Regions from separate parts of the Ovis canadensis genome. Here region 1 is linked to region 2. A link is a contact called in public Hi-C data. All regions are on one chromosome and are shown on one strand. The core of a region is the stretch at or near the end of the contact, and the rest is flanking DNA. Distances in the headings are between cores, read along the strand shown.

Region 1 (6,625 bases), core at 2,693-5,192, 420 kb after region 2:
TCTTTGTTTAAGGCCACTTAAAATCCTCTCAACAACCTGCAAGGTAAGTACCATACTTTGGAGAAACACATGAAGAGAAAGAAAATATAACTCCTCTGGAGATGCTTGGAGATGTACTTGCATGGAGACTGCCTTCGTTGCGAAGTTGCTTGGTAATCCTGCTTTGGGCTAGACCCTGAGTCTTTAGGGCCCAGAAATGGATCCAGCTGAAGGCTTTGTCTATTATTCCAAAAGAGCAAGGAGGAAGTGCAGTTGACAAGATGGTGGAAGGTCCTGCACTCTGCCAGGTGACTCCTCAAGACGTCCACTCCCCACCCATAATCTCCAGCCAAGTCATTCCCCTTACAGAATGTTGTGAAGGATATGGGTCTCCAGGCTAACTAAAGTAGTCAGAATTTGGGCAGCAAAGCTTCTGGATGTTGCAGAAATCCTGGGGAGGCCTTTGGGTTCTTTCAGGGTTCAGGTCAAGGCTCACTATATCTGGGAAAGGCAGGGATCCTGGATCCCAGTGGCTGAATGATCCTGGGTAAGTAACTGTATCATGTTTCAAATGGGAAATGAGAGCCTTCTTCACAGACTGGTTGTGAAGGTTAAGTGAGACAAGAATGTATGAGTGGGCTTTGGTAATGGCCCATCCAAATGTTTTCATTTTGTGATCATGACTTTTCAACAAATTCAGTAAACATGCTTTGGCCACTTCGGTGCACAAAACATCATTCCACACCCTGTTGGGGAGGGGCAGCAATAAGCATGGAGGGGTGTGAATGAGTACAATGAAGTCCCTACAGTCTAGGAGCGGAAGCAAGCAAACAGTTGGATTTAACCTATGAAATGGCCAATCATCTTGGACCCACAACCCAATACTACCTCTGATATCAGGCAAAGTGAAATAAATACAAATGGAAATGGAGGAGGGAGTGGTTTTCTCTCCCTGGAAAAATTAGGGAGGGTTTCCATGAGGAAATGACTTTTGACTGAGCCTTGAAGGATGTGCTGGATTGTAATCAGCTGCAATCCAAGGAGAAAGGCCTTGCAGGCTAAAAGCAGGGAGAGTGGCAGCAATGGCACAAGGGTGGGGTCGGGGGCAGCCTGTTTGGGGATGAGGAAGCCTGGGTACCTGGGCAAACGCTCTGCTGGGACAGCTTGGTGGGACCATTATGGAGGGTCTGAGATGCTGGCCTCGCCTTCCCCAGGGAGTTGGCAGCTGCTTGTTAGCAAATAAGGGACATGGTCATTTCTTTCTGCTTAGTGGGGCAGGTGGCATGAAGTGGGGCAGCAGCCTTCTCACCTTGCAACTAAAGGCTTCTCCTGGCAGCAGGAGAAATTGTAATCAACCAAAAGAAAGAACTTTTTGCAAGCGAGCTATGGGAACCTATTCCAGAATGTCCAAGGAAAGCTGAGGAATCTTTTCCCCTGGAGACCTTGAAAAGCAGGAGAGGTTCTCATCTGTCTGGTTTTAGAAGAATTCTGCCCAGAGGCAGGGGGCTGGACTAGAGAACCCATTTGGGTTCTTTCCAGTCTACAGCCTGGGTGATCTCATTGTTCCCTCTTCCTCTGGATGGTGTTGCCTCGCCCCACCTCAGTCTCCTTGGGATTATTCCTGTTGTTAGGGATCTCCCAGGCCCCCAAAGCCACAGCTTTTCCGGTTGGTGACTCATGACCTCTTCAGCAAGATCATACCAGTGTCTAGCCTCCATCCTCCTTGCTGTTAGCTTGAGTAAGCTTAGCCTTTCTCTTTGTAGCTCCCTTTGACGGTGAGGAAACATAGGTTATTATCCTTATATAGCCAAGACTTTCCACCATGGTCAGCCCTAATGCCAACGTTCCTCTCACCTCTGAAGGGAGTCAGAACCTCACAGATAGAATAGGTTTTAGAGTTGAAGGGCCTAGGTTTGAGTTTTGATTAGTTGTATGACCTCAGGCAAGTCATTTAAGGGCAGAGATTAAGTCAACTAACACTTGTGGAGCACTTGCTATATTTTCAAATACTGTTGAATGAATCAAATGTAGGTATCGTCCCATTTTATGGGTAGGAAAACTGAGGCTCTAAGAGGTAAAGTTTCTTGCCTACTGTTACACAGCTAGTTAAGTAATAAAGCTGGAAATGGAACTTAGACCTCACAGATTCCCAAAGCTGTGCCTTTTCCACACTCTGTGGTGTTACTTCTTGCTTCATCACTCAACCTGTTCTGTCATCTGTAAAATGGGGTTTATCCTCTCTGCCCCAAAGAGATATTGGAGGGATTAAAAATACACATACTGTATGTGAAAGGGATGTGGAAGACAAAAAGTGCTCAGCAGACACTAGATAATTATTTCTCGGTCCCTGATCAATTCTCGGCGCTTCTGCCAACATCTTTGGGAAGCTATTTCTGAGAGCAGCAGGCAGAGTTGGCCTCACCTTTCCACTCTCACTGTAGGATGGAAGAGACATCTCTTCTTCCTGAAGTAGAGAACTAGAGAACCCTAGCTCTTATTGCACTGGGTCGAACTCTTTCTTTAGCAGGTTTGCCTTCCTAATTCAACTGTAAGCTTCTCCAGCGCACAGTGCTGACACACAGTAGTACTCAGCAAGTGTGACTGTTGTTGCTCCGTCACTCAGTCGTGTCAAATGATGCAGCGACTTGCCCTCACAAGCCTGTTCCTTCTCTGTCACTGGTCCAGTCTCCATCCTCCCTGCCCAGAGCCCAGCTTCCTAACTGGGCCACCCACCGCTGGCCTTCCAATCCCATGGTCACATGTTTACCTTGGCTGGCTGGCATTCAGTCCTTAGCATGTGACACTCAGCTTCGTTCTACCAGGAATGCCCTTTCCTACAATATCCTCTTGTCAAAGTGCATATTGTCTTGTTCGTGAAGCTTTCCCTGACCACCCACCTTGTCCAAAACTAAAGGTGATCTCCTTTTCCCATGAGCTCCCATTGCATACAGTGGGTGCCATTTATAGGACTCCTTAATATCTTCTACCTTCTCAAACAGTTATGTGCATCCCACTATGTGACCTTGGGTAAGTCCTTACCCCTGATATGGGCCTCAGCCTCCAATCTGTTCATGTGTCCCACGACTCTTCCAACTCTGCCATTCTGTAACCTGGCTTCTTTGGGGTTCTTGGAGAACAAGACACAAAAGAGCCCCAGTTGGGGCCTTCAAGTCTTGACAGCACGTGCCCAGCTCCCAGGCCTGAAAATCAGCTGCTCAGATATTTCAAGCTAATTGACTTGCTTAATAAAGGGATAAATAAATATCTACTTAACATGATTACTGTCAGAGGCCTGAGCTACAGAACCTTTCCATGCTGGGGTTTTATTGCACGAGAAGCTAATTAGTTCTAATTAGTTAACTCCCAGGTGCTTAAGGCAGAGGCAGGGGAGAGGAGGGTGTGAGGGAGTGGAAGGCAGGTGGGGAAAGGGAGGAGAAGGTGTTCTATACTCCCCACTCTCAGCTGCTTACCTGCCACAGCCAGGCTCAGGACTCATCAGGAAGCCCAGGCTTAGTGATACCTCAGGCACCTCATGCATCTGAGATGAGGGAATGAAGCTCCTTGAGAACCTACTATGGGCTGGGCACTGAAGCCTGTTCTCTGCATGATCTTGTTTGATCCTTGCAATGACCTGCAGAGGCAAGAACTCTTCATTGTCCTATTTTCTAGGTGCGGAAACTAGGATGCACAGAAGTACAGCCCCTTGTCTGAGCTCACACCCCAGGGAAGTAGAGGAGCCAGCACTGGATCTGATTGAAAGGCCGGGGTTGCTGTGTTTGGCCCTGTTACGCCTCCAGGTGACAGCCCCAGAGGGCTCGTGCTGCTCAGAAAGGGATTTGGATAGGCAGTGACCTCCCTTCACTGTGGTACTCAGCCAAGAGGTCTTCCTGGATAGGCCAAACCAGACACAGCCAGAGCTGGCAGGGTACTGAAGAGCTAGTCATCGTTTGATTCAAGAACTCCTCCTGCTTTGATTCAAGTCAAAGCTCTGGGCTGGAAATCCTGCATGACTCAGATCCCCGCCCACAAGGAACTCACATTCAAGGGAAGTGTATGAACATTTGGATAGCAAGTTATTTAACTGTTAAAAATGTACATGAGGAGATACAGCTCTCTTTTATTGCATAATTTCTCTGCTTAGGGAAAATTTTTCCCAGGCTTTGAGGGCCTAAGTCAGAGAATCAGGATCTCCTTCTGGGACACCACTTGCAGTGTAGGAAGGAGCATGGACTCTGACGCTTGGATTTGAATCGAGGATCTGCCACTTATTAATTGTATGATCTTGGTCATATCCCTCTGCCTCTCTCTGTCTGGCCCACCCCCTCCTGGACCTAGCTTCCCGACATTTACCTACACACACTGTCTCCTAACTGGCTTCCCTGCTTCTCTGGAACCCATTCCTCACACTGCAGCCAGAATGAGCTTCTGCCTCATGTGATAACCCCACTGTGAGTCCTTCAAAGTCTTCACCATGGCCTGCGAGGCTTCCATGATCTCTGGCTTCATTTCAGGCCACACTCTCTCACTCACCAAACTCTGCCACACTGGTCTTCTTAATGCTTTAGAAATCCGATCTCGTTTCTACCTCTGGACCTTTGTACCCGTTGTTCTGGTCACCTCAGTGTTCTGACCCCAACCACTTGCATTGCTGGCCTCTTCTCATTCTTAAACATCACCTCCTCAGGGACATTTTCCCTTTAACCCTATCTCAAACAGCAGTAGCCCCTTTGTTCTCAATTTCAGTACCTTTCATTTCCATCCAAATACCACAATTTGTAATTTTTTAAATTCACTTAAACATGTGTTCTTTATCTATTTCCTCCCACTCAGATAATAAGCATCATTAGGTCAATGACTTTGTCACTGCCACTGTGTCTTGAACAGCGTTTGACACATAGTAGGTGCTCAGTACAGATGGAGGGGTGGATGGTTGGAGCAGTGAATGAATGGCCACTTCTTAAAGCTGTTGTGAGGATTAAATGAGCTGGTGCATGTTAAATGTCTGGCACAGAGCCCAGCAAAGAGCCCAGCTCAATAGCTAAGTTGAATCTGCACGTGGCTGGCACCCAGCTATTTCCTGAGCCATCCCCACCTTAGTCAGCTAGTACTCCATCCCACCACCCTGCAAGGCCTAGCTCCTACTGCCCTGGAAACAAACCCGTTCTCACCCACAGGCAGTGGTGTACTAGAGTTGAGTGTCACTTGTTAACGATTCAGGAATTTTACAAGCAGATTGTTAAACTATCAGTAGCTTCAGAGTGGCCACGGAGGGAGTACTTACACCACAGAAATTGACAAATAGTACAAATCGCACCCCCAGGACGCAAAGAGCCGGTTTACCAGTACACCATCACTAGGCTTCTCTCCTGCTGCTCACTCTGCCAGAGGGCCCTGCCTGAGTTCAGCCTGCCAGCCTTCAAGGTTCAGATCAAGCACTGACTCCCCTTGAAAGCCATGAAGCCTCCCATATCTCACCCCTGCTGACAGCCTCAGTGCCACAGGTGAGGGTATCTAAGTCAGTGTTTCTGGATATTGATTTTTGTCTTCTCCAAGTAACACAGAAATCTCATCCCTGAAGCTAACTTTTAAAACTGCAAAAGCAAGGGCATGGTTGATACACTTATTTCTTCTAGTCCCTCAGGGTGCCTAGCACAAGATTGGGGACTGGAGAGGTTTTGGTAAAGTGTTTACAGCAGCAAGTGTTCAATGACAGCTGAGTTTGGATAAAGAAGATGTGGTAGGGACTTCTCTTGTGGCCCAGTGGCTGAGACTCCATGCTCTCAATGCAGGGGGCTCATGTTCGATCCTTGGTCAGGGAACTGGATCCCACATGCTGCAACTAAGACCTGGTGCAGTCAAATAAATAAATAAAATAAAAGGTTTTTTTTTTTTAAAAAAAAAAAGAAGATGCAGTACATATATACAGTGTAACATTAGCCGTAAGAAAGAATGATAAAACACCGTTTGCAGCAACATGGATGGACCTAGAGATTATCATACTGAGTGAAGTAAGTCAGACAAAGACAAATATCATATGATATCACTTATAGGTAGAATCTGAAAAATAAAATGATCAAATGAGCTTATTTACAAAACAGAAAAAGACTCACAGACATAGAAAACAAACTTATGGTTACCAAAGGGGAAAGGGGAGAAGGATAAATTAGGAGTTTGGGATTAACATATACACACCACTATATATAAAGTAAGTAAACAACAAGGACCTACTGTATAGCACAGGGAAATATACTCAGTATCTTGTAAAAACCTATAATGTAAAAGAATCTGAAAAAGAAAATATTTTGTGTATAATACATATATATTGTGTATAATACATAGATATGTGTGTGTAATACATATATGTACACATATATATGACTGAATCAACTTTCTATATACCTGAAACTAACACAACATTGTAAATCAACTATGTTTCAATAAAAATTAAAAAAGAAAAGGCGACTCAGCCGCAGGCTGATAGAGTGGCTGCTGCTGCTGCTAAGTTGCTTCAGTTGTGTCCGACTCTGTGCAACCCCATAGACGGCAGCCCACCAGGCTCCCCCGTCCCTGGGATTCTCCAGGCAAGAACCCTGGAGTGGGTTGCCATTTCCTTCTCCAATGCATGAAAGTGAAAAGTGAAAGTGAA
Region 2 (6,933 bases), core at 3,019-5,518:
CATCTCAGGAAGAAAAGGTCTCTTATCTGTGGTGTCATCCTGCCAACAGCATGATCTGGAGCCAGGCTGACACCTGGAAGATCAAGGTAATCTCAGTGCACACACCCATAAACGAGGCTTGAAGCTGGGGCAGGGACCAGGGACTGAACGTCTGGCTGAACTCTTGGCTTTTGGGACTACCCTCTCTTTCCCCAGACACTGGGAATTGCCATGGCTACAGTGAAACTAGACTAGCAGGGCTCACCTACCTGGGGCTTGGTCTGGGGTGTGGTGCAGCCAGGAGAGGGGTGGGAGGAAGAGTAGAAAGGCTCCCACCCTGGGCTTGCCCTGAGCCTGACCCAGAGATAAGAGTGATTTGGGAAAAGCAAGGTGTTCACTGGGGAGGGAGGACAGCCTGAGCTCAACACAGACCCCAGGTGGTCTCTGCTAGAGGGCAGTGAAGGCAGAGGAAGACCAGGAGAGAAGCGGCTAGTGGGACAAAGAAGTTGGCTGGATAAGAGAGGGCTCCGCAGGCTGAGGGTGGTAGGGGCAGGGTGTGCAGCCTGATTGAGCCTGGAGCCTCAGTTTTCTCTTCTCTAAAATAGGCCTATCAATATCAATCTCAGGGATGTTGTGAGAATTAAACAAAGATAGCATAGCATCAAGGGTGAGAGTGCCCAGCTACAGTGACTGGCATACAGATGGGGTTCAAGAAACACAACTCTCCCTCTCCCTGTAGGGATCAGTTGTGTATATCTGTGAAGACAATGCAGGCAGAGGCTGTGGGTCTTCAAGGGGATGACAGGAGGATTAGGATAGGCCAGAGATGACCGTAGACAGGAGAGAGGGCTGCTAGCCTCATGGCGTAGTCCCAGCTGGCATCACCCCAGGCCTCAGGGCAGGCTTCCTGTCCTCTGACCCTTCACTGTACAAGGTCCACACTTTGACACATATTCCTTTCCAGGGCCCTGGAGTATTCGAGTAGAGTCATGTGTCTAAGCTCAAGTTACGCAGCTCTATGGCCCAGGTTTGAATCCTGACTCTTCTTCTCCCTGGCTGTGTGGCTTTAGGTGAGGAAGGTCACTTCTCTGTCTCAGAGTACAAAGACAAGGAAAGGTCAAGGACAAGGGCCACAGTAATAAGAGAGGGGGCGTGAGTGTTCATGCACATGGACAGGACAGTCCCATGAGAAAATGTGGAGGCTAGACTCTATGTCCCGTAGGGTTAGGAACCAGGCCTGACAGCTGGTGCTGTGTGAATTTATAGGCAAGGAAGACAGTGAGTTCATATGTGAATATGTACATGTGTGAGAATATGAGAAGAGCTAAAAAAATGTGCACGTGGCACATAAAGCATGTGTGAACGGGTGAGAACATGTGTGACTGGGAATGAGGGTGTCTCTGTGGGAGGCTCTGTGGAGGAATAATAGTTTCCATTTAGTAAGCACCATGGTGGGCTGGCTGTGATGCTGAGACCTTTCTGTGCATTATCTCACTCCCCGCTCAGCACAGTTCCATGAATGAGAGATGATCTCCAGGTTACAGAAGAGTTAACTGAAGCACACAGGGGAAGCGACTTGACCAAGGAGATACAATTGATAAGCAGTGAACTCTATGGCTCTGAAGTCCATAACTCCATGCCTCCCATGGGTGTGAGAAGCTGAGTTATGTAGCTCTCTGGGGGGCTGTTATGACACCTGAGGCCTCCTGCAGCTGCCAGATGTTTTTTGGCACCCCTGGGTTCAGAAGGCCCCTACATACAGATTTCCATCTGCTTGGAGATTCCTGAAGGCAGGGCTTGGTGGGATTCCTCTTTGGATCTCAGCTCAGAGGCAATCACAGGATCAGTGCTCAGGAAACCCTGGTGGACTTTAACCCTGAGGGGTGTGTGTGTTCAGTGACACTGATCTGGGAGGCTTGGGAACGTGTGTGACTGCCACTAGGATAGTGAGCTTGGATAAGAGAGGGTCCACATCCCCAACAGATCCTGACTTCCTTTTCAGCTTCCCTGGGGAGTAATTTTCCCTACCTTAGGGGGCATGAATCACTACATAAGAGGCCCTGCTAGGGTGGAGCAGGAGGTGGGATCCTGGAGTCATTGGCCCTGGCTGCAGCATGGAATAGGCCCAGCCCTGCTACAGAGGCTCCAGTAGGCAGGTTGAGGCAGAAAGGCTGCACCATGACCAGCGGTGACCAGTGTGTGAAGCAGGCCTAGACACAGAGTCCTCTCTTCTTTCCTCTGTGCCCTCCCCACCCAGGATGAAGTGTTGGCACACTCAGGAGCTGCTGCTGTCTTCCCAGGCTTCCCAAGTCTGGCAGCATAGCTTCATCTGCCCCATCTGCCACCTGATCAGCCCCCCACCTAGGCTCACCTCCTGAGGGGCATTGGGCATGTTAGCAGTGGAATCTGAGACTGGTTCTGGGATTGATGGTGGGTGACTTTAGCTAAGAACTTGGGGATATGGCCAGGGACATAGATGAACTTCCCCAGGCCTAGAAACCCCTCAGAGGACTGTGAGTGAAGAGTAAAGTCCTGGCCATCCTGAAGGTTGCTGCTTTCCAGGCATTAACCAGCTTTCAACCAGGAATGAAGTAAGTAAGCAAGTAAGCAAGAAGAGGGGCTGGAAATGTAGTGACTCAGTATGGTATAGAAAACTGGGCACAGGCTTAGGAGACAGAGAAGTCTGGGGCCAAATTCTGCTTCTACCATCAATCAGCTCCATGACCTCAAATGAGTCACTTCCCCTTGAGCCTTAGTTTTCCCTCTTACATAAAATAGGGATCGTGGAACTCATCTCAAAGGATTGTGAAGGGAAATGCCTCTACCATGGTTCCTGGAACATAGTAGGCACTCAGTTAGTGGCAAGTTGTTTTCCATCCTCACGTTTTGCTGTCTTTCCATGCCCTTTGGACAATCCTAGTCTCCAACTTGGTCTATTGGTGAGTCCCTGCACCTTGTTCTTGTCTCTCCTTGCTCACACCCTACTAAGGAATCCAGCTGGGAGGTGAGAGACCCTAAACAGCTCCTCCTCTTCTATTTCTACCCATATCCTCCTCTTCCTCTAGGCCCTGTTCCTTGAAAGTGAGAGTAACCCATTTCCTCTCCTGAAAGTGAGAATAACCCACTTGCCTCTCTTTGTTTCCCCCAAATATAGGTCCACTTTATGAACCAAAGAGGTCATCAGAGGATCCAGTGAGAAAGTCGGTAACTCACCCTCCTCTTTAAGTGAGAGGACAGGAAACTGTGTAAATGGCAGAGCACTTCAGGACTGTCTCTAATTATCTCCATAAAACAGCAGCAAAGAGACTTTAAGTCTTCGCCAATCCCTGAGCCAACTCCAAACTCAGATCTTCCTCCTAGTGCTCTCTCTTCCTCCCCACAGGGGACCGCGGTTCTAGCCAAGGCCACTACCCCTGTCCTGGGTCTTGCGCTCGAGCGCGTGTGCCAGGCTCGTGTGTGCCACGCTCCTGTTGGAGTGGGTACTCTCAGTCGGTCCCAGGCGCCGGCAGTGTTATAAAAGTCCAGTAGAGGGAGACATTAGCATGTGGGTACATCTGTTGAGGTCCGACGAGGGAGAGTGGGTCGGACCTGGAGTGTCTGAGCTATGGGATTGAGCCAAAGTTATAAGCAAAGAAGCGAGGAGGGGCGGGGAGAACAGGCCAGGGCTGGGAGACAAAGACCCAGATGGCGAGGCCGGGAGGCGCTGGAGTCTGGTGTGCTGGGGCCAGGGCATCTGCTTTTGCATTTTCTAAAGGTGCCTCTGTCCTATAACCTTTCCTCTTTGCGTCATTCTTTATCGAGGTGCCCTCTCATTCCCTCTGGCCTATCCTATCTGGCCTTGCCTATACCTTCAGACAGGACAAGACTAGAAATATGGGCCCCTGGTGTCCCACAAGGCTCTTCTGCAAAGTTAAGATTTCCAAGGCCTAGTCCCCAGGGGCGAAGAAATTCTCCCCCACCCTCCTCTTTCCCCTACTTGACCCCTCTGAGATTCCACCACCCACCGATATCCATTTGTCTGTTCAGGACTCTGGGTCCATGTGCAAGCGGACACTGCACTGTGAAGGTGAAAGGAGGAAAGCCTACCAGAGTCCTGCGAGAGAAGGGACAGGCAGTAAACAAGTTATCTTTGCCCCAGTGGTGGGCATGGAGCAAAAACTTCAGGGCTCGCGTGTGTAACAAGAATGGCAGTACTTTCCCGGGATACTCGTGACAGGACCTGTCTGGCCCAGGGCAGTGGGCCGGAGTGTTGAACAGGCGCGCAGGGAGCAGAGCAGGCCAACAACTCTAGAGGAGCGCCAACTTCCCACGGGCAGAGCGCTCTGAGAACAGGACTAGGCGGAACCCATCCCTAACCGCACGAGCCGCACACTCAGATTGGTGCCATCGAAGAGTGCGGCGTCCTTAAGAGTTCCCGAAAGCCCGCCCCCTTCCTCTTCTAGAGGCGTGGTGCGGGGCAAGGACCCCGTGACGGAGCTTGCTATTGGCTAAAACGAGTAGGGTTGGCCTTGCGTACGCCTGAGCAGGGGAGTAGACAGCTCAGCGGCAGCGGAGGGAGTCTATGCGTGCTGGACAGCAGTGGGAGGTGTGTGAGCCTCGCACTGAACGCAGACTCTCGGGCGCAGTCGCCGGGAAGCTAGGACTCGGCGACTGGGCTGCCAGGCCAAACGCCTAGGCTTCAGAGGCGCAAACTGATGGGACTGGCTTGCTCGGCAGCGTCTCCCCGCTCTTCTAAATACACTAAGCGGGGCCCGCGCTGAAGTCGAAGCTGTCGGGGGGCGCCCAGCCCGGAGTTCCAGTGTGGCCTGGAGGAACGGAGCCCGTGCAAGGGCGGCCCGGTCGGGAGCCCCCAGACCGAGCTTGTGTGGTGGGGAGACTCCCACTTCTTCCCAGGGGTGCCGATTCCAGGACGGTTGAGGCGTCGGGGCGGCCACCAAGTCCCCAGCGGGGAGACCCCGTCGGGGAGAGGGCACGCAGTCCCAAACAGTCTCGGGGAGCCGAGCGGAATCGGAAGGGATCCTCCGGTGGGGGGCAGAGCCCCCGTCGCGCTTCGTGTGGCAGAGAGGCCAGGGGAACGAGCCCTCGGAGGCCGCAGCTCATGCCGGAGTTGCGGGCGGCTGCCCAGTGAGTCCTCCTGGCCGGCGGGGCGGAGAAGAGCGACACCAAAGCCGGCGGGAGGGGAGCACTTCAAGGCCGGCGGCTGCGGAGGATGGGCGCCTGAGCGGTTCAGAGAGCAGCGCGGCACGGGAAGGCGAGGCCAGCTTTGCTGAGGAGGTGCCAGGGGATCCCGAAGTGCAGCCTGCCCCCGGGAAGATGGCCCGTCCTGGCCAGCGTTGGCTCGGCAAGTGGCTTGTCGCGATGGTCGTGTTGGCGTTATGCCGGCTCGCCACGCCGCTGGCCAAGAATCTGGAGCCCGTGTCCTGGAGCTCTCTCAACCCCAAGTGAGTAACTTATCTCTTCTGGTCCCTGAGGGTGGGAGGCACTCCTTCGGGGTGAGGCCGCGCGCCCCCGAGCGCCTATGGGAAGGTGTTCAGAGGCGGAGCGGCGCCCTATTTTGTCTCTGGCTTTTTCGAGTGTATTTCCCTGCGGACGGGCGGGGAAGGGTGCGGCGGGGTTGGGTGGGGGCACTTGGCTGTATTGTGACCCCTCGGCTTCTCGGCTGTCTCCTCCGCACGTCCCAAATCAAGTCGAGATTGTCGCGCCGGGCAGAGCTGGGAGTCGGAGCGCTCTAGAGCGCACCGAAGAGCTGGGTAGGGGAGAGAAAGCAGCCCCCTTTAGGGCCCCTGGGAACGTGGCGGTTTTCGCGGAGAGCCGCTGGCGGAGTTGGGGAGTGGGGGCGAGCTTGACCTGGGCAGGGGAAGAGGCCAGAACACGGGTTCCCCGTTTGTTTAGCAGTGAAGGGACCGCGGCGCGGGACTTCGCGGTTGGGGCGGGTGGCAGTGCCTGTATCCTGATTCGGGCTTCTCCCATTTTCATTTCTTTCTTCCCATTTCGCCTCCCTAGCTTTTCGTTTTGCTGCTTCTTCCAGCCCTCGCGCCCCCCCCCCCACCCCCGCCACCTTTCTCCCTGCTGGGGCCGTGGAAGGGCGGGCGCCGCTCCCAGGCTCACAAAGGCGGCGGGTGGAGAGAGGCGGAGTGGGAAAGGGGTTTTGTTGGAGGGGGGGTGGGTTCGATCCATCGCCCGTCGGGGGTCCAATGGAGCCGACAGCAGAGCTTCCAGGGCTGGCCGGGGTGGAGTGTGGCGGCCGAGCTGGCGAGGGAGGTGGGAGGCAAATGAAAGATTCCTGCCCAGGCTGGTCCCATTGCTCCTCCCCGTCTTCCCCGTCCCTCAGATTGGGGAGTTGTGCTTAGCTTTCCCAAAGGGGTTGGGGAGGCAGTTATGTAGAGGAGATCCTTTCTTTTCTCCATTCTCCTTCCCCTTCACAATCCTCGCTCAACCTTCCCCCCCCCCTCCCCTACCTCAACCACACACCTTTCAGGGCGGTGGCTCAGTGGTTTCTGGGCTGTTAGTGGGGAGTCGCTGGGTTGTGTAGTGACCTCTGGACCTTTTCCTCTTTTGGCATCCAGGACTTAGGTTGGAACCCAGGGTCAAAATTGCTTTTCCTTCCTGTTTTCTGGAGGGCCCAGCAGTGTGCGGACACCTCACTTAGTGGGAAACGGGGCCCTAGGCCTGCGCTATCTGTATGATTCCTATATCTGGAATCTCTTTCTGTCCACTCTCCTGGGCTCCCGGCTAACTTCCCGAGCTCCTGCCTGCCTTGGTCTCTTAGGTTCCAGGGGCGGTGCATCTCTCAGCCCTGGAGTGGAAGAGGGCAGCTTCTTTAGTTCTCTTCTCCTTGAGTTAAGGCAGGGTCCTATTTATCGGTTAGTGGGATGTCTAAACCAGGGTCAGGGTACAAGGAAAGGCATTGACAAGAATTTCTTCTTTACTCAGAAGCCAAACTGGGCACAGTGC

What was found. Hi-C and Micro-C count contacts between places; a contact is called where the count stands out from the background.
Region 1: a contact with region 2 is called in a Hi-C map of fibroblasts, with 7 times the contacts expected there. The contact joins the enhancer-like site here to the promoter of EFNB1 in region 2. A contact is called at or near these places in 2 of 2 Hi-C or Micro-C datasets (fibroblasts and lung).

Annotation. Positions count from the first base shown.
Region 1 is chrX:63,453,194-63,459,818 of ARS-UI_OviCan_v2, forward strand. No RefSeq gene overlaps it. Among named protein-coding and RNA genes, the nearest start is that of PJA1, 65 kb to the left of the region's middle. Within about 2 kb of position 3,943, the one cell type or tissue checked has open chromatin away from gene starts, as enhancers often do. A contact at or near this core is called in fibroblasts, where this site is marked.
Region 2 is chrX:63,036,455-63,043,387 of ARS-UI_OviCan_v2, forward strand. EFNB1 (ephrin B1) reads left to right here and starts at 4,269. Exons shown (of 5, transcript XM_070290280.1): 1 at 4,269-5,420. The coding sequence starts at 5,293.